7 separate regions of the Mus musculus genome follow, and all the other regions are linked to region 1. A link is a contact called in public HiChIP or PLAC-seq and promoter capture Hi-C data. All regions are on one chromosome and are shown on one strand. Each heading gives the region's core, a stretch centred on a gene start, on an enhancer-like site or on the middle of the called end of the contact. The rest is flanking DNA. Distances are from core to core; before and after follow the strand shown.

The links. Promoter capture Hi-C pulls out the DNA fragments that hold promoters and counts their contacts. HiChIP or PLAC-seq counts read pairs in DNA pulled down with a chosen protein or histone mark.
Region 2: a contact with region 1 is called in a promoter capture Hi-C map of embryonic stem cells, with 4 times the contacts expected there. The contact joins the promoter of Ndufs4 here to the promoter of Emb in region 1. A contact is called at or near these places in 2 of 39 promoter capture datasets (embryonic stem cells and pre-B cells) and 1 of 115 datasets of contacts at active chromatin or transcription factors (epiblast stem cells).
Region 3: a contact with region 1 is called in an H3K27ac HiChIP or PLAC-seq map of epiblast stem cells, with 7 times the contacts expected there. The contact joins the promoter of 1700074H08Rik here to the promoter of Emb in region 1. A contact is called at or near these places in 2 of 115 datasets of contacts at active chromatin or transcription factors (epiblast stem cells and stem cell-derived neural progenitor cells).
Region 4: a contact with region 1 is called in an H3K4me3 HiChIP or PLAC-seq map of embryonic stem cells, with 5 read pairs. The contact joins the promoter of Tmem267 here to the promoter of Emb in region 1. A contact is called at or near these places in 1 of 39 promoter capture datasets (hippocampal neurons), 2 of 115 datasets of contacts at active chromatin or transcription factors (both in embryonic stem cells) and 1 of 9 other capture datasets (embryonic stem cells).
Region 5: a promoter capture Hi-C map of embryonic stem cells shows a contact between it and region 1, with 6 times the contacts expected there. The contact joins the promoter of 4833420G17Rik here to the promoter of Emb in region 1. A contact is called at or near these places in 3 of 39 promoter capture datasets (embryonic stem cells, hippocampal neurons and pre-B cells), 4 of 115 datasets of contacts at active chromatin or transcription factors (acute myeloid leukemia, embryonic stem cells and epiblast stem cells) and 2 of 9 other capture datasets (embryonic stem cells and macrophages).
Region 6: a contact with region 1 is called in a promoter capture Hi-C map of pre-B cells, with 2.8 times the contacts expected there. The contact joins the promoter of Nnt here to the promoter of Emb in region 1. A contact is called at or near these places in 7 of 39 promoter capture datasets (the 3T3-L1 cell line, the C10 cell line, cranial neural crest and 4 more) and 4 of 115 datasets of contacts at active chromatin or transcription factors (embryonic stem cells, stem cell-derived neural progenitor cells and thymic regulatory T cells).
Region 7: an H3K27ac HiChIP or PLAC-seq map of embryonic stem cells shows a contact between it and region 1, with 13 times the contacts expected there. The contact joins the promoter of Pelo here to the promoter of Emb in region 1. A contact is called at or near these places in 2 of 39 promoter capture datasets (embryonic stem cells and pre-B cells) and 2 of 115 datasets of contacts at active chromatin or transcription factors (both in embryonic stem cells).

The regions. Positions count from the first base shown.
Region 1 is chr13:117,218,894-117,222,489 of GRCm38.p6, reverse strand. It overlaps Emb (embigin), which reads right to left and starts at 1,917. Exons shown (of 9, transcript NM_010330.4): 1 at 1,533-1,917. The coding sequence starts at 1,641.
Region 2 is chr13:114,386,123-114,389,718 of GRCm38.p6, reverse strand. It overlaps Ndufs4 (NADH:ubiquinone oxidoreductase core subunit S4), which reads left to right and starts at 1,625. Exons shown (of 5, transcript NM_010887.2): 1 at 1,625-1,760. The coding sequence starts at 1,663.
Region 3 is chr13:119,678,301-119,681,896 of GRCm38.p6, reverse strand. 1700074H08Rik (RIKEN cDNA 1700074H08 gene) reads right to left here and starts at 1,855. Exons shown (of 3, transcript NR_138420.1): 1 at 1,618-1,855; 2 at 1,138-1,181; 3 at 315-579.
Region 4 is chr13:119,486,406-119,490,001 of GRCm38.p6, reverse strand. It overlaps Tmem267 (transmembrane protein 267), which reads right to left and starts at 1,529. Exons shown (of 3, transcript NM_001177666.2): 1 at 1,008-1,529. It overlaps 3110070M22Rik (RIKEN cDNA 3110070M22 gene), which reads left to right and starts at 1,618. Exons shown (of 1, transcript NR_027974.1): 1 at 1,618-2,745.
Region 5 is chr13:119,460,902-119,464,497 of GRCm38.p6, reverse strand. 4833420G17Rik (RIKEN cDNA 4833420G17 gene) reads right to left here and starts at 1,739. Exons shown (of 13, transcript NM_001113550.1): 1 at 1,379-1,739.
Region 6 is chr13:119,407,494-119,411,089 of GRCm38.p6, reverse strand. It overlaps Nnt (nicotinamide nucleotide transhydrogenase), which reads left to right and starts at 1,833. Exons shown (of 17, transcript NM_001308506.1): 1 at 1,833-2,187.
Region 7 is chr13:115,088,154-115,091,749 of GRCm38.p6, reverse strand. Pelo (pelota mRNA surveillance and ribosome rescue factor) reads left to right here and starts at 1,592. Exons shown (of 2, transcript NM_134058.3): 1 at 1,592-2,556; 2 at 2,789-3,395. The coding sequence starts at 1,831. The coding sequence ends at 3,220. The region is part of intron 1 of Itga1 (integrin alpha 1); the gene reads left to right.

The DNA.
Region 1 (3,596 bases), core at 668-3,167:
CAGCAACAATACACCCTTGGGTCCTCTCGTGATTTTTGCCTGCTTTGACTCACACTGAGAATTTTTCCAAACTGCTAATGTCCAGGCTGACTTCTATGCTAAAAGAATCAGTTGTTTCTAGGGCAAGACCTGGAGATCGGTCTTTTTAAAGCTCTTGGGGAAAAAGTTCCCACCACTGCCAAGTGGAGAAGGCAAACTTCTAGAACTAACCCAAGAGACACTGAATCTCAAAACAATAGTGTAGGCTGGATTTGTAGTTCCAAGGTGGAGGTGCTTCTGTCCACGCAGGCCCACGCTCACGGAAAGGAGGAAGACAACAGCAGAGGGAAGTGCAGAGGGAAGAAAGAAGGAAGGGGGAAGGAGGAAGAAAGGAAGAGAGGGGGAGGGAAGGAGCTGGGAGCGGAAAGGGGAAGCGGGGAGGCAAAAGAAGCGAGTTAGAAAAAGAGGCTATATTTTTCAGAAGCATATGATAAATGATGCATGGAAGAGGACCGAAGAACCAGGTTCGCCTGGTAAGGTCATGTCCTAAACTATTATGATGGAAAACATGTGGAACAAGAAAATCTAGGGACTAGAAGAATCCAAGTTAACAGTGTGTGTGTGTGTCCTTTTGACCATTTTCTTTTATACTATGTTTAACCAATCTACATGCTATAACCTCATGGAAATAATTTATAATAGCGCAAAACCTTGTGTGGAATAATGTCTGGATTTAGTTCCCAGTAAAGCCAGTCTTTCAACTGCTTAAGAAAGTTAGTGGTGACTTAAATGGGAGCTAACCTGCCACAGACACAGGAACTTGCACTGAAAAGCATTGGATCGCTTGCAACACATAAAGTATAAAAAGGTGAGTTAAGGTGGCAAAATAGATCTTGACCCGGTAATGTTTTTCACGGAAATCCTTCTGTCCGCATGCCGTAAACACGCAACCCAACACCCTTGAAAAATGTTTTGTTTTTATAAAGATTGTTATGAAAAGACAACACACACGTCTAATTTTCTTATCTGGGCTTGTTTGAGTTGGCTGGCTATCGCGATTTTTACCCTCTGCTCTAAAAATCATACTCAATTTCAACACCTGCCAGGAGGAAAGGTGATACGAGAGCCTCGCTGTGGCTCTAATGAAGGGAGCCGGCCTCGCGGAATGTGGACTCATAATCATGCCACACTAGCAGAAGCCCCCAGTCTCCCCCGCACAAACCCACGCACTCTATTTGCCCACTTCCTAGGAAAAATCCGACCCTGTCTCACTACCAGCTCCCAGGATCAAACTGAGCTTTACTGGGACGGGATCATCCCTATACCCGGCGGATGCGGAGCCACCCGGGCTCCCACGTTTCCTCCTTGGGTAACCCGCGCCCAGCCAATGAAAGGCCACCCCCCTCTCCGCTCCGTAGCCGCCTGCGCCTGCATCCCCGCGGCCCCTGCGCGAGCGGCAAGGGATGTCGTCGGGCTGGAGGGTCGCCGCCACTGAGCCTCTTCCGGTGAACCCAGAGCCCTCCCCGCGCCAGCCCCCCGAACCCCCCAGGTACCTGTGGGATCGCCCTCAGCCGGATCAGGGCGCGTCGCCGCCAGAAGACATAGAAGGAGGAGCGGGTAACCAGGCGCCACAAGCGCCCTCAGGCCAGTGTGCGAGCGCATGGCGCGGGCGGGTCTGTCCAGGAGGTCGCTAAGGCACCCTCAGCTCGCTGCGATCCGTCTCCGTTGGTCCCTGTGTACACTTGCTGGTAACTGGGCGCCCACTGCCAGTCCTGGGGACAGGACACTCGAGAATAAACCGAGTGGGAGGGGCCCGGCCGCCCTGGCCTCCACCCCCGAGACGCTCCCAGCGCAATTGCGCCGGCCTTCCATCAATTATGCAGCCCGCAGCCCGCTACCGGCGCGCCCGGATGTGCTGTGCAACCTCGGCGCCGAATCCTCTCCCGCCCCCACCCTCTGGCTAACACAGGTTGGGGAGGGACCTAGCTCCTGGAGCCAGCCAGGTGTGTGTACCCCATCACCTCCCGGAGGGGTTGCAACTCCCCACAGAGTGTTCTTTCCATCCGTTGGATGGGTTCACACATTTACTTTGATGTGACAGGTGAAAAGGACCGGATAGTTCTGCTCCTATACATCTTTGGATGTGCAAAGGTTTCTTCTTACCAGACCGAGGGCGCTATTCAGTGCCCCCAAGCCCGGTACTTAAATTAATGTTTCTCAGAGCTTTCTATTAGTCGTGCATACCCTCCCCCTCTGAAGGTTTGGCCAGTTCCCTCCGGATTAAGATTTCAGAGTCCCTAGGCCCCACAGTGTGTTTCCCTTTGTTTGCTTGCGGCAACAGCTCTCCTGGCGCCAAAGAGCTCACCAAACAAAAACTAAGTTAAGGGGATTCTGTGTAAATGGCAGAAGGCCATTCATCTTTGTCAAACATTGTGGAATACAATGTTATCTCTTACCCACGCGGGGCCGGAGGTTGAAGTTTCTTACTCTCCTATCAAATAAATTGAGATAGTTCAAAACAATTGTTTTCCTATTCAGCGGGAAAGGCGTCTAGGTTAAAACTAGTGAGCCTTAAATCCGGGGCACTCAGCAAGCCCTACTTAGTAGCCCTTTGTCCCTTAGGAACCTCCACTCAGGTAAAACTGAAGGAAGGAATTAAAGAATGATGTGGTATGAAGCAGAGCTGGAGTTAATTAAAAAGAGGGTTTTCTCAGAGTAGATTTAAATATGAGGGCTAATAACAATAAGACACATCCAAGACCAGGTGCATGGGTTTCAGAGCTGTGTTTTAACAGTAACCATAAAGACCATTTTGGTGGCTCCCAAGTTACAACTCAAAGGGGCTGCTAAGAGCCCCTCCCCCCATCCCTCCTTTTTGTAGGGTGGCTACAGGGGCGCCTTTCGTGGAGTTACAGTCTGATAAGATCAAAACATGGACTGCAAGCGTTCTACCGGATAGTTAAGACATTTCCTTTTGTTGTAAATGGGGTTGCAGGTGAGATTCCTGGAAAACTGTGGGCTTATACATGGAGAAGAAGAAAAGTCATGTCATTTACGCTGAGGGCATTAAACGCGACCCGTAGCAATTTTTACCTTTTTGTTTGAGGTCTCTATGAAGATAATAGTGTCTCTGTGTAACACAGCAAATACTAGTTGTGATGGAATGCTTGCCTGAGGTGGGGGCAGGTCTATTATTATTATTATTATTATTATTATTATTATTATTATTATTATATATGAGTACATTGTAGCTGTCTTCAGACCACCAGAAGAGGGCATCAGATCTCATTACAGATGATTGTGAGCCACCATGTGGTTGCTGGGATTTGAACTCAGAACCTCTGGAAGAACAGTCAGTGCTCTTAACCTCTGAGCCATCTCTCCAGGGGACAGGTCTTTTCTGGAGTTTTTTGTTTGGTGTGTCTTAGACATAATTTGGCTGTGTTGCTGAGGCTAGCCCCCAGGCCCTGGAGTCATGCAGTTCCTCTATCTCAGCCTCCACGAATGCATGCCACAGCATGCCAATACATTGTGTGCGGGTGGGGGTGGGTGTTGCCTGCATGTAGGTCTGTATCGCATGTGTGCCTGGTGCCCATGGAAGCCAGAGAAGGGCAATG
Region 2 (3,596 bases), core at 376-2,875, 2.8 Mb after region 1:
ATCTTCGTCCCTACATTGGCCTTAAAAAATATTATAATAAGGTGTCTGGCTTTTCCGAGGATGAGCTGAGCTAGAAAAGGTGTTTAGTAGAAAAGAGGGGAATGTGTGACTTCTGACCCCATAGTTTTGATTGCTGAGCTGAAGCAGATTGGGCAAATGCAAACATCCCTGCAGAGGGGGACTGTGGTTTGGATCAGAGTCCTACTAGGAGAGGCAGGGAACATAATCAAATTCTAAATACATTTCAAAGATGGAGGCAAAAAGAGCAACCAAGGACCACCCTAAGAGGCTCCGCTAGACAGCTCAGTGGTAAAGTACTTGCCACCAAACCTATGACATTAGTTAGAATGAGAAAACTGACTGTTGAAAGCTGTTCTCTGACCTCCACATGTGCCGTGGCACCCATTTGTATGCATACATACATAAATAAGTACATTAAGAAAGAATCATGACAGGTATTGTGAATACCCAGGCCAACGCTATATCAATATGAAAACTAATGTTCTCCCATCAGTGTTGGGGTATCGTTTGAGAAACAACGTTGAAGACATTAGTGGATGAAAAGGTCTGTGAATACTCTGGAGGCTGAAGAAGGAGGGTGGTAAGTTGAAGTCTAGCCTGGATAACATCGAGAGATACTGTCTCTTACAAGAAACAAAGAAGCTAGGAATGTAGATCAGTGATGAACTGCACACCTGTCCCTGGATTTGACATCGCAGACTTGGAAACAAAAAGAAAAGAAAAGAAAAGGTTTGTTGAAGCACTGAGGAGCCAGGTGCGATTAGATAGGACACTTAAACCTGGTTATCGTTTATAATCTTTGCTTTTTGTTACTTTTAATGGCCATTGGAATGGAATGGGTGACAAATGGAAGGGATGATGGAGATAGGAAGAATAATCAAGATGGCTCCGCCCCTTTTCCGGGTGGGGCGCGGGGGGGGGGGCGAGGTGTTTGCTTGGTAGTTCCAGTGACAACCTTCCATACTCTACCCTCAACCTCAAATCAAAGGCTTATAAGAGCAGATCACCAAGCCTTTGGTACCTGTATGCTAGGTAGGCAAGCACTCTACCAACTGAGCTACATCCCCAGCCCCCACTAGATTTCATGTAAATCCATATGGTCTTTCTTTCTTTCTTCCTTTTTTTTTTTTTGCGAGGCTAGCTTTTTAGTGTGGAAAATATGATTATTATAACTACAGACCATCAAACTGAGTGCAGCCTGTTCTGAAGGCTTGCAAACGGAATCTGGCAACACTTTGGGAAAGTACTACTTTAGTTTCTCAAAGACTCAAGAAGCCCTCCGGCTCTTCCAGTGGGCCCAGCCTCAGATATTCCGAGTTCTTTGAAAAATTATGAGTTACAGGTGTTTACATTTTTCGAAGCGTTTTCTTTTGGGCTTCTCAGCCTCAATGTAAATGACCAACCTTACTAACAAGGATTACTTTCTATAGAGGCATCATTTGCATTCACTGAGTCCTTTCATCCATTTCCCTCTTTAGTTCTTTCAGCTAGAACTTTAATTTCTTTTCTAGGTCCTCAATCGCAAAAGGAAAACAAACAGAACATGCCTCTGTTTCACTGCGGCCGCATTGCTTTGAGAACGGAGGAAGTGAGTCCCTAGCGGGGATCCGTACTCGCATCCTGGCGTTTGCCTACAGGAAGATGGCGGCGGTCTCAATGTCAGTGTCGCTGAGACAGGCGATGTTGGGGCGAAGGGCAATGGCTACAGCTGCCGTTTCCGTCTGTAGAGTTCCATCCAGGTAACATAACTGTCAGCCTTGTCGAGCTATTCATTCAGGGTTCCCAGGTCGCTCCACTTTGGGGGAGGCTGGGCCGGCTGGGCCCCGGAGGCGGCCTTGGGAACGCGTCCTCCCTTGACCCTTCCTCGGGATGCGGGGACCGACGCTGGTTTCCGGCGAGGCGCCTGCGGGGCCTGGGGTTCTGCAGCTGCGGACGGGCGAGGGTCTGTGCGGAGGAGCTGTGAACTGGATCGTGGCTCCTGAGAAGGGGAGGAGTCTGGGCGACCTCTCTCCCAATGTCCTACATCCCTTCCGCTTGTCACCTGCTTGCCCCATTCCAGCCTGAAAGGGTAAATCCCTGCTATCCTTTCCCTGGCTTTAGTTAATATCGGCTGGGCTTCCAAACAGAAAGGTTGTTGTATTCATCATTGTGCATAAGAGGAAAACTTCTCAGGACTTCAGAGTTTATAGCAATATCCATCGGAAGGTTACAGCGTACCTGTTTTTTGTCTTTCTAACCAGTGCGTTCCAGTCTTAAGTTCCACCACGGAGCTACGCTCTCAGGCAGCAAGGTGGCTTTTATTTTGATTTGTTTACTTCGTTTGTTTGTTTGAGACAGATCACACTATGTAGCCCTAGATGCCGGAAGGTTTCTTGTGGTGACTGCCCCCTCCCTTCCCCCCCGCCCCCCTCCGCAGCATTGCTCTATTTTACGTAGTCTCTGTTTTCCTGGGTGTATAAGATACTGGGTTTTATCACTTGTTTCGAAGTTTGCTCCTGTGAAGAGTGGCCTTGTATTGACAGCTGCATGCTGTGGAGACTACATTCAATGTTCACAGTGAGGATGGGTCTGTAAGGGGTGGGAAGAATGTGGTACAAAAAAAAAAAAAAAAAAAAAAAAAAAGGAAAAGTCTGGCACACTGGTACAAGCCTTTAATGCCAGCCAGCTCTGGGGAGGCAGAACCAGAGGCGGCTGGATCTCTGTGAGTTCCAGGACAGCCAGAGCTACTTAGAGAGACCCTGTCTCAAACAAGACCAAACCATTAAATACCTTTAAGAAAGAAAAAGGGAACTAGTATCTATCAAAATGCTTGTTAAATTAGTGTTAAGCTCAATACAGAGGGAATACAGAGTTAAAGTGAGCTGGTTGGAACTTTTGGAGACAAATTTTGATGCAGTTTTAAGTAGTGGTTGTTTTGTGGGAAAGAAAAGGTTGCCCTTAGTAAAGTCAGGAGATTTGTAAAAGGCCTCAGGGACTGGGGATAGAGTTGAGTTGGTACAGAGAGTGCCTAGAGTTCATGATGTACTGGCTTCAGTCTCCAGCACCTAATAAAACGTTCCTCGGGCACATAAACTCTAATCCCAGCACTCCAGAGTTGCAGAAAGGGTGGGGCGGGGGCTTTTCTGCAGACAGTAGTAGAGCACTATATCTATCTATCTATCTATCTATCTATCTATCTATCTGTAAATAGATATATATATGCGTGTGTGTGTATATATATATATATATATATATATATATATATAGAGAGAGAGAGAGAGAGCGCAGTCACTGGAAAATAAATACTGTAATACTGGTGGAAAGTAAAAGATAAATTTGTAATAAAGTGTTTTACACATGAGGAACTTGGGAAAAACCAAATTGTTCTCTAAGATAAAATACTCCAGTGATTACTTTATGCTGACCTAGTTTAGACCTTTCCCACTTACACATTATGGAGATTAATTTACATAATGTAATACTAATGTGCTCATTATAGAACTTGAACTGAAAACAAATTTAAGGGACCATTAGTGTATTTCTCAACAGTTATGTTAGTTGAAGTTAAGATAATACTTGATTTTACAAATGGGTAG
Region 3 (3,596 bases), core at 606-3,105, 2.5 Mb before region 1:
TCTCACTGAACCCAGAGCCAGACTTCAAGCCCCAGCAATCCTCCTGCCTCCCTCCCAGTCCCTCAGTCCTGGGGATACAGGAGGAAGTGGCCTTGATACCTGGCTTTTCACACAGGTGATGGGGGTTTGAACTCAGGTCCTTCTGCTTGTGTAGCAAGCATTCTTACCAGCTGAGCCTTACTTAAAATGCCGTGTGCATAGCCTCCCGGTGCCTGTGTATGGGATAAAATAACGCCAGGGGCTGTTTTGACTTAACACAGAGATGTAACCATAGAGAGTTCTCACTGTAGCTGACTCTAACTCTGGCTGATTTAAACAGAAAGGAGATTTATTGAAATAATGCCGAGCATCTCAGACAATTTGGAAAAGGCTGGAGAGACATGGAGGGTGGTAGGGTGTCTGGTCAGCCAACAGAGGGATCAGAGGCCTCTCCAGGACACTGAGGTTGTGGTTTGTGTCACCAGTTCTAGATCTTTTAGCTACAGTGACAAGACGTTCCCAGACTGCCTTGCTGCTTTGCCACAGGAGCTGAAGTGGGAACATCTGACTACTGAAGCCACAAGTGCGCTTTGACTCAGCCTGTGGAGTGACATGAAAGAGAGATTATTTGCTGCTCTGATCTTCTGTTTGTGGGAAGAAGAGACCAAAAACCATTCTGGAACAGGGTGGGGGGAGGCTCAGTAGTTAAAGTGCAAGTGTGAGGGACCCCAGTTCAGATCCTCAGGTTCACAAAAGCTGGAAGCAGGAGCCAGATCCAGGTCAGTAAGCTCAGTACTCGCAGAGTGAGAGAAGAGGCAGAAGCAGGCGCATCCTCAAAAGTTTCAGGCTCAATAGCCAGGCATATGCGGTAGTGAATAACCAGAGACCCTGCCTCGAACAAGGTGGAAGGCAAGGGCATGATTTGTCCTGTGACCTCCATGTGTAAGCATACAGTGTGCTTGAAGTCAATCTCTCTCTCTCTCTCTCTCTCTCTCTCTCTCTCTCTCTCTCACACACACACACACACACACACACACACACACACACACAGGGGTGGGGTGGAGACAGACACAGAAAAAAAAACAGATTAAAAAAACATTTTCAGGAAATTCTCTGAATGTGCGGATTAGGGCTAATCACAAACTATATCTGGCTTACCTGCAGTTATCACAGTGCTTTATGAATAAAATAGGTCGTGGCTTCTGTTTTTAAATGATTGTCAAGAAGTTAATAAAGCAATTTTTGTTTCATTCCAAATACACGAATCATAAAAAAATAAACCAAAAAAATATTAAGGTCCCACACTATTTCATACGTGGTCACTACTTTTTAAAGCGAGAACTATTTAGTATATAGACACAGTGATTTGGAGTATCCCTCAGCTGATACTGAGCCTCAGGCCAGTATTGAAGGATGGCAGCCAAATGTTCACTTTTCCCTTCCTTTCTTGTTAAGTCTTCAGCTTTGTTAACTGTATATTAATAACTAGTTGAGCAGGGCAACCCATAACTAGTCTTTAACATTTACTATCGTGTGGTAGTAATTTTGGGAGGGAATTTATGCTGGAATATAGAAAGTTACTATTTTAAAATAAGTTTCAAAGTGACCTTTGGTGTGTCAGGCCAGAGCCATGGATACATGATAACCACTTTCTCCCCTTTAAGGGAAGCACATTGTAAATCCAAACAAAGCATCCTGGCTTGCACAAGCTGTCTTCAGTAAGCACTTGTCAGCATTTCTTTTGTTCATTGATATCTTGCGTGATAACCATCATTTCATCTTCGTGCATAAAATTAAAATACAGAAAATATTAAAAAGGAAAATTGGAAAGATGTTCATGACAGTCCATGTTCTTGGTTCTGTATGTTGCTAGTCTGCAGTTTCCCAGGCAATCATGTTTGACACCAGCGTTCTGATTGCATCATAATGAGGATCATAAACTTGACTGATGAGCATTTTCTTCTGAGCCTATTTAGTCAAAGCTGGCTACTAAGCCCACAGGCAAACTACCAAATCCCATGATCACTTTCTCAGAAAAACAGAGTCTGTTGGGAAAGGCTTCAAAGGTCAAGGTACTCATCTGTCTCTCAGACGCTACCACCACACCCCTTCACCCCTTCCCTGGACACAACTCTGTTCCTTTTTTTTTTTTTTTTTTTCCCTTGGTTTTTTGAGACAGGGTTTCTGTAGCTCTGGCTGTACTAGAACTCACTTTGTAGGCCAGGCTGGCCTCGAACTCAGAAATCCACCTGCCTCTGCCTCCCAAGTGCTGGGGTTAAAGGAGACAACTCTGTTCTTTATAGGGTGTAACAGAAAAATGGAAAGAGCCCAGAGGAGCTGTCCTCAAATCTTAGCTTTGTCACTTATGTGGGCAAATGACTTGAAGTTTTTGAGGTTTGGTTCTTCAGTGGTGAATTGAGAATGGTATCTATTTGGACGTTAATGAGTACTATATTGTACCTAAGATACCTATCACCATGCCTAGAAATTAGTAGGTGTTCCATAGGTGGTTATTGAACCATCTAGTAGCTGTTATTGCAATGCTAACAAGTGATTAGCTGAGCTAGAGGCCTAGTAAAGGGCAGGCATTCTGTTGGAGTCACTTCCATTGCCCAGAATGGAATAGAGGAAAAATCTAGCATTTTGGTCAAAGTTTATATATCCCCCATTTTTAGGATTTGCCACTGCTCTTTTGGTATGGGCGACCGAATGCCTAGCCTTTCCTGTTATTTTTAGGTTAACCTCAGCCTTCTTGCAGTCCGGTTAACTCCAGAGTTTAGCTAAACGTCAAGTCTGGCTAACTCGAGTTCTTTAACTAGGCTCACTCACTTTTTCTCGTGTCTGTTATAGTTTATGTCTCCCTCAGGTCTTTGCACTTGCTGTTCTTTCTACAGCGCCCCGAGCTCAGATGACTGATGCGTTTATAACTCAGCTCAACTGCAGCAAGAAACAGATGTTTTCTTTACTGTTGGATCACTTTTCTTGTTGCCATGAACAGCATACATAACAAGACTCCACTTTGGAGAGGAAGAGATTATCTGACTTCAGTTCAAGAGGCAGCATCCCATCATGGTGGCAGAGAAAACATAGCAGCGGGTACCTGAGGGGTCACATGGCAGCTGCAGTTAGGAAGCCGAGGGGAGCCAGGAAGTGAGTTCAAGCTATGAAATCTCAAACCTCCCCTTAGTGACCCTATTCTTCCCACAGGCTCCCTGTCTTAAAATTTCCATAGTTTTCTAAAACTGCATCCCCACTTAGGAACCAATTGTTCAAACACATGAAGCTCTGGGAGATAGGTCACATTCAAACCACACAATCATCTTTATGTCACTTTCCCCCTCTTTCTTAGCCAAACTATTCTATCTTACTCTGAGTTAGTTTTCAAGGACAGATCACAAAGGGGGGGGGGGAACCTTTAAAAGTTTCCCAAACTGTAGGCAACAAATCCCTAAGCAACACACCTAGATGTTGCTTTGAATGTGTTAGATGAGGCTATCCACCTATGCATCCTCTGGTACTACCAACTGCTTTTGAAAATTCCAAATATTATAGTGGTGGATTTCTAATTTTACCCAAAGGTTCCTGAAAATCTGGAGGTAATTTTTTTACACTCTGCT
Region 4 (3,596 bases), core at 280-2,779, 2.3 Mb before region 1:
GGCAAGTACACACACAAATAGAGCACTCATATACATAGAATAAGTAAATCTTTTTTTTTTAAATAAGCAAGCATGATTCTGAGCTGAGTTCTAATCTGCCACAGCCTACTGAAATCAATAATCGGTCCACTTGTCAAACGCTTCAGTGCTGTGCCACATCTGAGCTTTAACATTTTTATTGTGTTTTTGGATGTTTGCCTGCATCTTGTGGTGCTTGTAGAGGTCAGAAGAGAGGACGGGACAGGAGTCACAGTCTTGTGAGCTGCCATGTGGGTGCTCGGAACTAAACCCGGGTCCCTGCACGAGCAGCCGGTCCCTCGTGTGGACAAACAGCCCACAGGTCTTCACGCTGATCTCTACTTTTCTGGATGTCTGACACTTTCACTTAGAAACGTTTTAAACAGAACCTAATGGCTCCTCGGCAGTTCAGTGGTTGTTTGCACGGTGTGTGTGTGTGTGTGTGTGTGTGTGTGTGTGTGTGAGTGTGTGTGTGTGTGTGTATGTGTGTGTGTGTGTGTGTGTGTGTGTATGTGTGTGTGTGTGTATGTGTGTGTGTGTGTGTGTATGTGTGTGTGTGTGTGTGTGTATGTGTGTGTGTGTGTATGTGTGTGTGTGTGTGTGTGTGTGTGTGTGTGTGTATGTGTGTGTGTGTGTGTGTATGTGTGTGTGTGTGTGTGTGTGTGTGTGTGTGTGTGGCATTTGGGAGTACAGAGTGCTGGATTCAGGTCTGTTGTCCCAGCACTCAGGGAACAATCACGAGCTCCGATAACATTCCCAGATCAACAGGAAGAGCACAAAGAGACCATGTCTCAAAAAGTGAACCATCAAGCAACATTATCACAACACACAAAAACACCCCCTGACCCAAACTGCCTTCATCCGGCTTTACAAACCGGTCCTCACACTATGGTTGCCGTGTCAGTCAACGCGTTTAAGTCGGGAGCCAAACTATCAAACGCAGATGTCGGATCTGGTGCTGATAATCAATACAAGGAGCAGACGCAAACCTCTTTTCACGTCAGCGTGACTCTGAGGCCATCCGGTCTCTCTCCGCGTGTGAAAGAGCGCCCGTGACGGCGACAGATACAATGGACAGTGAAGCGTTTCCACGTGTTTCTGTTCTGAGCCGACTCCTCCACGCGTGCTGTTCTGAGGTCCGTGGGATCGAGTAAGTTTTAGATTAAAAAGAATGGATTTCTACGATGTCGACTGTTAAACTGCACAGGAGGCCTCAGCTCTCCACCCGCCCACCGGCTCCCCGCTTCGCTTCGGGTTGGAAAAAGCGCAGAGCCGAGAAGAGCGGCGTCGACGGGGTCGGAGGGCGAGAGAGGGAGGGCAGGGGAGGGAGGGAGGGAGGGAGGGAGGGAGGGAGGGAGGGAGGGAGGGAGGGGTGAGGCTCTGAGAGGTTTCGAGTCCACCCTGAGCCCGCAGCCCCGGCCCGGGACTCGATCCTCCGCCTCGCCCGGCTCCGGCTCCCTCTGGACGCAGCGCGGTCCGGCCGTCCCTCCCCGCCCGGCGAGCCGCGGCTCGGCTCCACCCGGCGCGCCTCGCGGTAGGCGGGCGGACGACGGCGCCCCGCCCCTCGGCCGCACCATAGAGACGCGCGCGCCGCCGGCCAGAGCGGCCGAGTCCTCCGGGTCCCCGCGGACGCCGGGATGCGGGTCGCTCGCTGGATGAGCCTGAGCCGGTGGCCGCCCTGAGCTCTGCACGCCCTCAGAGCCCTCAGAGCCGGACGGAAACGTGGAAAACGTCCCGTCGGTGTCTGTGCTCATCGAGTCACCCCGCTCACCACGATGCTCACCTGTGGCGGCCGGGATGGAGAAGCCCCTCGCCGGCTGCAGGGCACACCGTGGGTCGGGGGCTCGACGGCTCAGACGTTCCTAACGTCCTGCAGTGGACGCCACAGGGCAGACGATGCAGGATCGCGCGACCTGTCAGACCAGACGCACCGCAGCGCTTCACCGCCCCCTTGGGGATTTCTCAAGGCTTTGCTACTCACCGGCGGGGGCGACACGGGCGATGGGAGGCGGCTGATCTCAGGACATCGAGGGCAAAGCAAGAAGGCTCAGCGGTTAAGAACACTGACTGCTCTTCATACAATGCATCCTGAATCCTTGTGTTGGGCTCGGCTACAGAATCGCTTCAGATGAACTATTCCAGCAGAGGGCCACAGTCATCCCCCTGCCTCACACAGTCACACAGCCACATCCCCCTGCCCCACACTCAATCAGCATCATCCCCCTGTGTCAGCGGGGGGATGTTAAGAACACTGACTGCTCTTCATACAATGCATCCTGAATCCTTGTGTTGGGCTCGGCTACAGAATCGCTTCAGATGAACTATTCCAGCAGAGGGCCACAGTCATCCCCCTGCGTCAGAAAATCACTCACAGAATCGCTTCAGATGAACTATTCCAGCAGAGGAGCTCCTTTACTGAAGGGCACTGACCAAGTGGAAATATGCTGGACACATAGTGATATATCTCAACTAGGAGAGGCTAACTTTAGTGAGGTAGTTGGGACGATCATAGATGGACTGGCCCAAGTTCAAGGCTGGATCATGACAAGAACTGTTGTGGACCAACCCTCAAGGGGAGGAAGACTCTTCAGGGGGGTTTAAACACCCCCCACCCTCCTGAGACCCGGCTTTCCTGCTTCCGGAGTTCCTGCTCTGGTTTTGGGGGGTCTTTTTCTCTGAGCCTCTGCCTCATGTGTTTCCTCACCCCCAGTAAACACTTTTCTTCAACTGCCGGGTCTGTCTGTGGCATGAGATTGCTCTGCTGCCCTTTGTGGGCTTCAGAGTTCCTGCGTATGAACAGAGAAAAACAAACCGGATCTGGACACCTAGCCTATATCATTTAGGTTGCAACAGGGTTGCTTTGGTCACTTTTCTTTTTTGATATACAGCTTTGCTTTTTATAGTTTGGATAGGGGAGGAAATGATGCCTCTTTTTTTTTTTTTTTTTTTTGGTTTTTCGAGACAGGGTTTTTCTGTGTAGCCCTGACTGTCCTCGAACTCAGAAATTCGTCTGCCTCTGCCTCCCAAGTGCTGGGATTAAAGGTGTGCACCACCACGCCCGGCTGACCCCTCTTTTTAAGAGGAGCCAGCGGTAGGTTCAAAACCCTCTGGGTATTTTTTAAATTACTTTTTATTTTTGTGAGATAATATTTCTCCTTTCTCTTTCCTCCCTCCAAGCCCTCTCATAAAAGCCCAGGAGGCCTCAACCCTAATCTTCCCTGGAGAAGAGTACACCAACTGTTTCTCCAAAACTACATAACCTGCCATCACACTTACGAGGAACAAAGGCTGAGCAGGTTGTATTTATTTAGGAATATATATTAATTTATGTATGTAACAACAATTAGTGTGTTGCTGCCCTCCAGACAGCTGAACACCTGCCCCCTCACTGCTGATATAACAAAGGGGGCTGAAAATTCTTTATTTTTTTATGTATGTGAGTACACTGTAGCTCTCTTCAGACACACCAGAAGAGGGCATCAGATCCCATTACAGATGGTTGTGTGCAATCATGTGGTTGCTGGGAACTGAACAGACCCCATCCTTTGTTTCAGCTGGATTATGTTGCAAAGCCAGCT
Region 5 (3,596 bases), core at 490-2,989, 2.2 Mb before region 1:
CAGTAAAACCCTAACTAAGACAGTTAGTAAGGGTTTCTTCTCTACTGCCATCTCTGTTGTTACTTTAATCATTCTTATTGATTACTTAAATCAAAGACTCTTCAAGACCTTACCTAATAACGATGGTTACTTTCATCCTCATCTTTTTTTTTATTTTTAAATATGCAAATAAGGTACGCACAATTCAGGCTACCGGTAGCAGCATAGACTTCTATGTCTTTGTTCCATAGAGAAACAGAATCTGATTAAACTATAACAAAAGCACTCCCACCAAAAGCAGATTTCTGCAGCATCCCCTAAATCCATTCTTTAGCTGGAGCCCATTAATCCTAGTTATTTGCACACAGAATTAGATCAATAGTCCTACACTACAGCCTGCAGAGGCCACACAGGCTAGCCCACCACTTTCTCCAAATGTCACTTCCTAATTCCCTTGTTCTGATCATTTTAATCACACTGGCTTTGTAGAGATTGCTCTTGAAAGAAGGTGTTTCTCATCTCAGGAACTTTGCCCTGCTCTCTCTGTCTAGCTTGTCGTCTCCTTGCTTATCATATCACAAACTCTTCATCAGAACTCACATCTCAACACAAATACCACTTGCACCAAGGCCCAACTTTATCACCTAAGCTAAACTACTCCATCCATAATTGCTATCCTAACATATCTTTTGTCCTCATAGACTTTATCAGTACCTCCCACCAGGATAGAAACTCAGACAAAACAGATCTCTCCTGTCTTATTTACAAATGTATCACTGGGACCTCAAATAGTACTAGGCAAAGAAAGCTGTTGGACAAATAAACTTTCATCAAATACAGAAAGAATAAATATTTAAATTCTTCCCCTTGAGTTCACGATATGCGTTGATGACACCACTGTCATCACGATGCTTTCTGCCTGTAACTAGCTTTCTATTGCTTTTTAAAATCTCGCTTGAATTTGGCCCTTTATCTCCTTTTGTTGGAAGCTGAACTCTTATTTACTACAACTATCTTTCTCCCATTTCGTCTGTCTTCAGTGCATCTCTATATTGCCGTCACGGGTTAACTTCCCACAGGTAAGACCACAGTAACTGCTTTACGTCACTTGTTTAAATCCTTGCAACGCCAATAAGCAAACACCGTGATTACAGACGAAGAGACGTATGTGCACACACGCATAGCTCTACCTGGTATTTTAAGAGCAAATTGGTGCTTTGCATCGTTTTATTCACGTTTGCACTCTCACCATTCAACACGTTAGGTCTGGGGGATAACGAACCGAAAACCCTCCTCTGCATGTTGAAGGCTCGTTTTTTTTTTCAAAACAAACCCGGGGAAAGAGAAGGGGGCGGGAAAACACCCTCAGCAAGACCACCGCCAAACTTGCAACACTCACCGGCGGCTGTGGGCTGCGAAGTTGTTCTGCACCTGGAAGGGAGGGCAACCTCGGCCTCCGACCGACCTCTATTTTGCTCAAGTGGCACGAACTGTGCTGTTTGCGTAGCGCTTCTCCACGGTTCCTTCCGTAATGTATTAACTACCGAGAAGCATTTCTTGAGGAAGAAAAATAATCACATCTACGGAAAAACACGGATACAAGAAGTGTTTCGGTTGAAACACCGGTCCAGTCCTCTGGGGCAGCATCGGCGACGCGAGGAACAAAACACAAACAAACAAAACACAAACAAACAAAACACAAAGCGAGGCAGCAGTTGGAGCCTCCCGCACCGAGAGGAAGGGGCGGTCTCCGGAAAAGCGAAGCCGGAAGTCCCGCCTCTTCCATTGCAAAGAGCAGTTCCGGAAAAGACCGGTTTTCCGGGTTGGACTCTGGTCTCCACGTATCGGGTGCTCAGTGTCGGCACGGAAGCGCCGAGTTTCCGTGGGGATTAGGGTTATAGACCAGTTTTACCAGGCGACACTGTCACAGGATAGGTGTTAGCGGAGCTTTAAAATTCTTTAAAAGTAATCGAAGACAAAGACCACTTGTTTTAAGAGGTGCCAGAAAATGTCTTCTAATTCTTAATCTATTGCCATTAGACATGCGTACGACGTCAGCAAAATACGCTGCGGATTAGCCCAATTCACTGGGGTCAGGATGGGGATTGGAGAATGACTGGGGGGACAAAATATTCTATTAGTTATGAGTGTTCCTAAACTAAAAAACACAGCGATCTATGAGAGAATAGAGTCTGAGAAAATACTTCCACTAAAATCTGAGGTTTGAGTTTTTTTGGGTTTTGTTTTGTTTAGTTTGTTTTTGAAACAGGGTCTGTGTAAACCTGGCTGTCTTGGAACTCGCTCTGTAGACCCAGCTGACCTCGAACTCAGAGATCTGTCTGCCTCTACCTCCCTAGTGCTGGGATTAAAGATGTGCTTCACCATCTTCCTGGCTTTGCCCTGCCTAAAAATAGTATTGCATCCAGATTATAGACTGTCCACAAGACACTCTTGGTAGTAAAGCAGACCTCTTTGTGCTGCCTATTGCCCTCAGTATGAGGGTGAGCTCAGAGCAAGGGGGGGGGGGCAGATCTCTCCACAAGGACATTATCCATATGGCCAGAGCTCCAAATCTGGAGTTTTAAATAGGTACTTGCTAAGTACAAGCAAAGGTCAAGGCTCTGTTACAACTCCAAGCAGTCCAAGGGAAAGATGATGTCTCTTTAAGGGGTTGAAGCATGATCAGGGAGGAAGGAGGCCTGAGGTAGTATGGCCAGGTCATTATGGATGGAGCCAGACTCGAAGAAATTTGCTGATTCTAAATTTAAAAATCTCCAGGCAACTTTTTCTTAAAAAACAAACTAACAAAAAAGCTTTATTAGGAATATTTGTTTAGTGCAAGAGCTTTAAGCAAAGCTATCAGTAAGGGATTGGGAAAACAGGATCTAACTCTTCAATTAGCCATCACTTGAAAATATACTGATACAAAGAATGATCTTAAGTAAAGACATCCTTGGACAGATAACAGTCTTCCTTCCTTCCTTTCTTTTTTCTTTTCTTTTCCTTCCTTCCTTCCTTCCTTTCTTTCTCTTTCTTTCTTTTTTTGAGACAGGGTTTCTCTGTGTAGCCCTGGTTGTCCTGGAACTCACTTTGTAGACCAGGCTGGCCTCGAACTCAGAAATCCGCCTGCCTCTGCCTCCCGAGTGCTGGGGCTAAAGGCATGCGCCACCACCGCCCAACCACAGTCTTATTTCTTAATGACCTGTGACAGTATGTACTGTACATTGTGTAGCTGTTTTCTACCCCCACCCTTTCCCCATCTAATGTTTGAGAACCCGAATGGAATTTCTGCTACACGGGATTTCATGTTTTGAAAGATTACTGGGATTGCTGATGGGGAATGGATTGTGGGCAGCAAAGGGTAAACAGGAGAGAACCCCTAGAATGTAGGTTCTCAATACTAAGAAGACAGCAGTTCCAGCAGGAGAGTTAATTATATTCTTGGGAATTACTGGACCTGGGACTTCGGAGAAAAGACTCTAAAACAACCCAATTTCCTGGTTTAGGAAAGGCGGAAGAGGTTATAAAAAAATAAATTTAGGAAAAGTTTGAGCTAGATTTAAATCTTCTAAATTCATTTGGTGAAAATTGTAAGATTTGGTTGGAATTAGGAGATA
Region 6 (3,596 bases), core at 584-3,083, 2.2 Mb before region 1:
GCCTGCCACCATACTTCCCTTCATGATGACAATGGATTAAACTTCTGGAACTGTAAGCAAGCTCCAATTAAATCATTTTTCTTATAAATGTTGCCGTGGTCATGGCGTCCGTTCACAGCAACAGAACACTGGCTAAGACACCAAGGAATCTATATTCTCCTACAGGGACACTCACTTGTACATCCATGTTCACTGCTGATCTATACACAATAGCTAGAAAGCAGAATCAGTCCAGATGTACATCGACTAATGAATGGATAATGAAAATGTGGTATATGTACAGAATGTCATTTTATCCAGCTATTAAGGAAAATGAAATTATGAAACTTGCAGCTAAATGGGTGAAACTGGAAATATTATAAAGAGCAAGGTAACTTCAGTTCATTAGTTTTGTGTATTTGGAGTACGTCAGGAAACCAGAAAAGGGCCAGTGGGGTGGAGAGTTCCCTTAAGGAAGGAGGGATGGTAGAACACTGTGTAAAAATGATTGTGGAACAGTTCCATTAGAGAGGTAGGAGGCAGAGGAAGGAGCAGGACAGGGGAATGCTACTCAAAATGAGGGGAGGGGGAGTAACAAAAACAACACTAAGAAAGAAAGCATTGGAAAACATAGAGTATGAAGGCAGATGCCCTTCAAGGCTAGACTTGCTGATTGTAGAAAAGCCTTGCACGTGAACTCCGAACTACTTACCACACAGTCCGCAGCACAAAAGAGTTTAAAATGGTTAAGGACTTGCCTCATTGTACCTGCAGTATTACTATCTGTTGACTTACGATTATTATTTTAAAACACCGGGCCGAGTCCTTTCCTGCCTTCCAGTTCTTCTGCCACCGGAAGAGTTTACTCCAGATTGCTGTGCGGAGTCCAGTAGCCCAATGACCCTTTCTGCTGTATAAAACACAAGGCATTCTCTAAATAAGGGGTTCTCTGTGGTTCACTTATTTTTAAAAGATACTGAATGTCTGTTTTTTTTTTTTTTCTTCTGCCTGTTAAAATATTTCAGTTAAATTAAAAGCAAGGGGCTGGTGAGATGGCTCAGTGGGTAAGAGCACCCGACTGCTCTCCCGAAGGTCAGGAGTTCAAATCCCAGCAACCACATGGTGGCTCACAACCATCTGTAACAAGATCTGACGCCCTCTTCTGGAGTGTCTGAAGACAGCTACAGTGTACTTACATATAATAAATAAATAAATCTTAAAAAAAAAATTAAAAGCAAGCAAGCAAGCAAACAAACAATCTTACACTGACGTTTCCTTTAGACTCAGCGCTGGGTAAGTTTAATCAGTGTACCTGCAGAGCAAGTAACAGAATCTAATCACTAACCAATAACTAGGTCGTTATGTTTTGATTTCCTTAATCAGGAACCTTAACAGGGACGTCAACTACAATTACATTCTAGACACTGCCTATGTTAATAGTAGCGCAGGGTTTCCTCTTGGCTGGCCTCGCTGTTGAAGCCAAATATGCACATGTGTGTGTTCATTTTCAGGCCTTGACTTCGTTTGTGAGGAATTTAACCCCACCCCCGTCCAGAATGGAAAAACAACGCCCCCATTCCCGCCCTCGGCTTCCTCCCGCCTAAGTCTTCTCCAGTTACAGAAGTTCGGATTTTTTTTTTTTTTTTTTCCTAGAGAGTTAGAGGAAAAGTCCGGCCCAAGAGTGGAGTTATAGTATCCGTTTATTTGCTCTGCTGGGAGACCGGTGAGGAAATCACACTTTGTAACTTAGTCTCCTGGGGGGAAAGAAGAGGTACGAATTCCTAAAAACTTGAGTTGCAGTGCTTGGCATCGGGTTTGATTGACAGAGGCCGATTGAGCAAGAGCAAGGGGGCGGGGCTGCGGGCCTGGGGCCCTGGCAGAGACAAAGGGGCTTCAGCGGCCACCCGGAGGGGACCAGCTGCTGCGCTGTAAGCGTGCATCTGGTGGAGTCTTTTTCTCCTTTGCAGACTGGCGATCGGGCCAAGCGGGTTTGGCAGGAGGCTCGGGGAGGGGGAGAAGGGGTGCCGAAAGGGGGCGCGGGTCCGGGTCTAGGCAGCCCTGTGTCACGTGGTCGCCGCCGCCGCCTCAAAGTTGGGGCTGTTCTTCCGGGTTGGAGGCACAACGCCGCGGGCCAACCCCGGGTCTGCTAGCTCGGCGTGGCGTTTGCTCGCAGCCCGGGGTCGCCATCTGTCCCGCCTGCCGGTCCAGGTGAGCCAACCAGCCCTGCAGCGCCTAGGGGCTGCTGGAAAAGGCGGGCAGCCAGCGCAGATCCCCGGTCCCTCGGCGAAGGGGACCCGAGAGAGAGCAGCAGGGGGGCGGGGTCGGCTGTGTCTAGCAAGTGGGGCGCAGAGGCTCCTGCAGGAGACTGACGGAGAAGGAATGCGGTATATGCCTCGGGGCTCCTTTTGTGTGTGCGTTCTATTGGGGTGACATGGAAAGGAGTGAGAGGGTAGAGGTGGGAACGGAGTCCCGGCAGAAGACAAAGTAAGCAAGTGACAGCTGTGCAGGTGCAGATCTTGGATCCTGGGGTGGGGGTGGGGTGGGGGCAAGGGCTGCAAAAGTTGTACGTAGTCATTTTGGCCCTTAGAGGGACTGGAAGAGAGGTCGTAGAGGACTTTCGATGAATGGTTTACCTAGAAGAATGACAGCTGGGCGCTCCTAAGTTGTACTTGAACTTTGAGAGTGTTCAGGCGGGGTGTCCAGTTAGGTGTATAGGAAAAGATGTGACTGTAGGTCCGGGCTGACTGGTGGTAGTTTCTGAATACTGAGAAAAAGGGGTTTGGATTGGTAAGTCACGGTGGGCTCTATTAGAGGTCAGGGTGTAGTTCTGGCCAGAGCTGGTTCAAACTTGAGAGGCACAATAACTACTATGTAGCCAGAGCCAATGGGCTTCCACAGGAGGTTATAAATAGCGGTCCAGCTGCACGTGCCAGAGGGTGGCAGTTTAGTTGCTGAGGGAGGGGCAGCACCTGTGACAGGAGCCATGGCTGCAGTGGCTTTGGGAGAGGTCACGCTGCCTGCCAGGATAGGGTATTGTGTCCTTGTTGGTATGCCTAGCTTTTAAAAGCATGACTTTGTTTATGCTTGCAGGTGCCCTTTATTTGTCCTACGGTAGTGTGCAGTCCTTAGAAAACTTTGGAGGCATGGGGCTTGCTTGCCCACTGAACCCCCTTTTTTGGGCAAATCTTGGTTATTTTTCCTTTCTTACTTTATTATTCTTATTATACTTTTTTATTTCGAGACGAGGAAGATCTCGGTCTGTAGCCTTGGCTGGCTTGAACGAACTTCTATGTGTAGCCTAGGCTGGCTTTGAACTTGAGTTGCTCCTCCTGCCTTAACCTCTCCGATGCTGGCATTTACAATCATGAGCTACCACCCCAGCTCCATTTTCATTCTTTCTTTTTTTTTTTTTTTTAATTTATTGAAGGGACAGTTTTGGATTATTCTAGTATAAGCAAACAGATAGGGCCAGTTTTCTACGAGGCTATACAAAGTTTTTATTTTCAAAGGAAGAGTCTGGAAACTGTTTCAGAAATATATTGTGGAATGGCCTCAGGATACCCAGCCCTAGTTATTTAAGTGTTCAGTCAAAAAGTATTAGCTGACTTACTCTGTTT
Region 7 (3,596 bases), core at 343-2,842, 2.1 Mb after region 1:
AGCAGGGGCTAACAGCACATAGCTTGCCTTGGCAGAGAGGGTTATGTATATAGGACGGATTGTTCATGGTGGTAGTGGGTGGGGCTAATCCGGCCTGGCTCTGAATGCCAGTTACATGATTTTGAGAACATTTGTTAACTTCCTCCTAACTTCGTTTTATTTATTTATTTATTTATTTATTTATTGTTTCAAATTAGGGTAGCATTTTCCTTATAAGAGTGAGAAAGTGCTTGAGAAATTTTCAAAAGTTGACAGTATTTCAGGGAAAACCTTTCATTCATTAAGAGTCCAGGAAGGTCTACTTTCTTGCTTTAGTGAGACCCGTGCCTGGTTCGGTGAAAGGCTTTAGAGGAACAAAGCAATGTGAGTTAGAGGCTCTGTGATAAGAAGATGGTAAATTAGATGGGAGGGGGGTGCGGAGTGGGGGGAGAGAGGATACAAAGCAAGTTAAGGTGCAAATTTATACTGGAGTCTTGGACAACCACCACCACCCCCGCAACACACACCAACCTCTAAGAAAGATGGCTGACATCAGTTAACACGATTAACCCTCCCTTTAACCTCCTCTCCTCAATTAAGGCTCTGCTTTAAAATCCTTACACAAAACGCAGTGAGCGAGCCTAAGTGGTCAGGATTTCTCTGCTCCCCCCACTGTCTTCATTCAGAAAGAGACTTCTCTGTATTTCCATCGCCACTGTACCAAAGGGGATGGGAGAAACGGAATGGATTTTTGTTTATTTGTTTTTCTTTTTCTTTTCTTTTCCTTTACAACCAACTCTTTGGCTCTTCTTTTGGGGTGGTCATATTAGATTAGCTTATCTTTACTTCCCATATCCTCAACTTTTGGCTAGTCAGTGGCAGGGAAGATCGAGCGCTAATCTACTGCAGTCCGGCTCCCACACTGAACGCCTCAGAGACTACTGCGCTGAGTCGGCCAACTTTGGATTCTGGGATTCCCAGGACATCAATCAGGTCAAGCTACATAGAGGTCCACCAGGGGTACATTCCACGCATTCCACTGCTCTCTCTGGGCTCTGTCCTTTAACATCTGGGTTAACTGGATCGTGCAAACAGGGTAACAGGCGCAGAAAACAGCTGGACACGTTGCTGAGCCCAGACTGTACGTGACTAGTTCTTAGAAACCGCTTCTGGATCTCTCTGAGCCAACAAGCTCGTCGGTCTGAGTGCTGGTAGGGAAAGAGCGAGCAAAGCCAGGCAGAGTTTGAACTTCGCCGGGGATGGGGGGGGCAAGTCTGAACTTTTGAGGGCGCTTTTCACTTTTATATAAGTTCTGAAGCTGGCTTCACGCTAAGGTGCAGAATGATAAATCCAGCTTAAATACATATGTTTGCATTCACGTACTTGGCATGTGCTCGCACACAGGGATGTGCCGGGAAAAGCTTAGCTTTTCAGAGCGCTGACCGCCTCCTTTGACGTTTATCTAGGGCGAGCCTTTCCTTTTACTGCGCCTGCGTGCGCGCGCCGCCGACAGGCCCCGCCTCTCTGGTAGGGACCCACAACAGACTTGCGCCGGGAGGCGGGCTGCGCCTGCGCGATCGCCGCGTCAGCCGGTTTCGCGGGGCCGGCGACTGGAAGTCCCGAGAGTTGACTCGTGCTGAGCGTGAGGTTTGCCGCGCCGCGCGTGGGCCAGCGCGCGGAGACTTGAGAAAAAGCGTGGGGTAAAAGTGCTGTCCCGAGCTGCAAGAGTTAGAGGTAGTGTTTCCTTCCGGGCCTGAGCCCGCCGCCCCTTCCCTGCCCCGGCCCCCCCTCCTGGGGACACCCCCCCCCCCCCTAGCGTCCCCTGTTCTGAACTGAGCCCCTGCTGAGGTCATGAAGCTCGTGAGGAAGGATATCGAGAAGGACAATGCGGGCCAGGTCACCCTCGTCCCCGAGGAGCCCGAGGACATGTGGCACACCTTCAATTTAGTGCAGGTGGGCGACAGCCTGCGCGCCTCCACCATCCGCAAGGTCCAGACCGAGTCCTCCACAGGCAGCGTGGGGAGCAACCGTGTCCGCACCACCCTCACCCTTTGCGTGGAGGCCATCGACTTCGACTCCCAGGCCTGCCAGCTGCGGGTGAAGGGGACCAATATCCAAGAGAATGAGTATGTCAAGATGGGGGCTTACCACACCATCGAACTGGAGCCCAACCGCCAGTTCACCCTGGCCAAGAAACAGTGGGACAGTGTGGTTCTGGAACGCATCGAGCAGGCTTGCGACCCGGCGTGGAGCGCTGATGTGGCAGCTGTGGTCATGCAGGAGGGCCTGGCCCACGTCTGCTTAGTCACGCCCAGCATGACCCTTACCCGGGCCAAGGTGGAGGTGAACATCCCCAGGAAACGGAAAGGCAACTGCTCCCAGCATGACCGGGCCCTGGAGCGGTTCTATGAACAGGTGGTCCAGGCCATCCAGCGCCACATAAACTTCGAGGTTGTAAAGTGCGTTCTGGTGGCCAGCCCTGGATTCGTGCGAGAGCAGTTCTGCGATTACATGTTTCAGCAAGCTGTGAAGACGGACAATAAAGTGCTCCTGGAAAACCGCTCCAAATTCCTTCAGGTAAAAATCTTACCCAGAGAGAGTTTCCTAATGTTTTAGAATGGGGAGGAGCCGAAGGCTTGGCTGGGACTATAAATGAGATTGTAACTGAACCCTGCAGTATCTAGCACTTTAAAAAGTTGTCCAAGTCCTTAAACAGGTTAGGCCTTATTCATGTGTTTGTCAAATGTCATCGTGGGCTGATTAATGGATACTTTCAGAGATTCTTTGTCTTTTATAATTGTGATTCTAGGTGCACGCCTCCTCTGGACACAAGTACTCCCTGAAAGAGGCCCTCTGCGACCCTACTGTAGCGAGCCGCCTTTCAGACACAAAGGCAGCGGGCGAAGTAAAAGCCTTGGATGACTTCTACAAAATGTTACAGCACGAGCCCGACCGAGCGTTCTATGGACTCAAGCAGGTGGAGAGGGCCAACGAAGCCTTGGCCATAGACACTTTGCTCATCAGTGACGAGCTCTTCCGGCATCAGGATGTGGCCACCCGGAGCCGGTATGTCAGGCTAGTGGACAGTGTGAAGGAGAATGCGGGCACCGTAAGGATATTCTCTAGTCTCCATGTGTCGGGGGAACAGCTGGGCCAGCTGACGGGAGTAGCCGCCATTCTCCGCTTCCCAGTGCCAGAACTTTCTGACCAAGAGGATGATTCAAGTTCTGAAGAGGATTAAGACTGGCAGTTAATAGTTTCTTCCCTGGTTTTCTCAGCATCCTTGGCAGGTGCCAGAGCAGCACTTGTTGATCCTGCTGGGGTTTCTTGTGTGTTGGGTTCACATTAAGTGTTTTATGATTTGGTGGGCAGGACATGTATTCAAATTAAATAAATCACGACGATGTCCAAGCTTATGTTTTCTAGTTCGAGTTACTGTTTTTTAAATACCTGGAAACAGCAACTTGTGTAGTTAAGAGAAAAAAAAAAAAAAAGAAAGGCTGTTTGAGGGTTTGATGATGAAACCCCACATACCAACTTTTCTTGGTTTTCCTCCTAAAAGGCTTTTATCTCTTTTGATGTTTATTTCCATTCGACTTGGTGTTTCCGAATTTCAT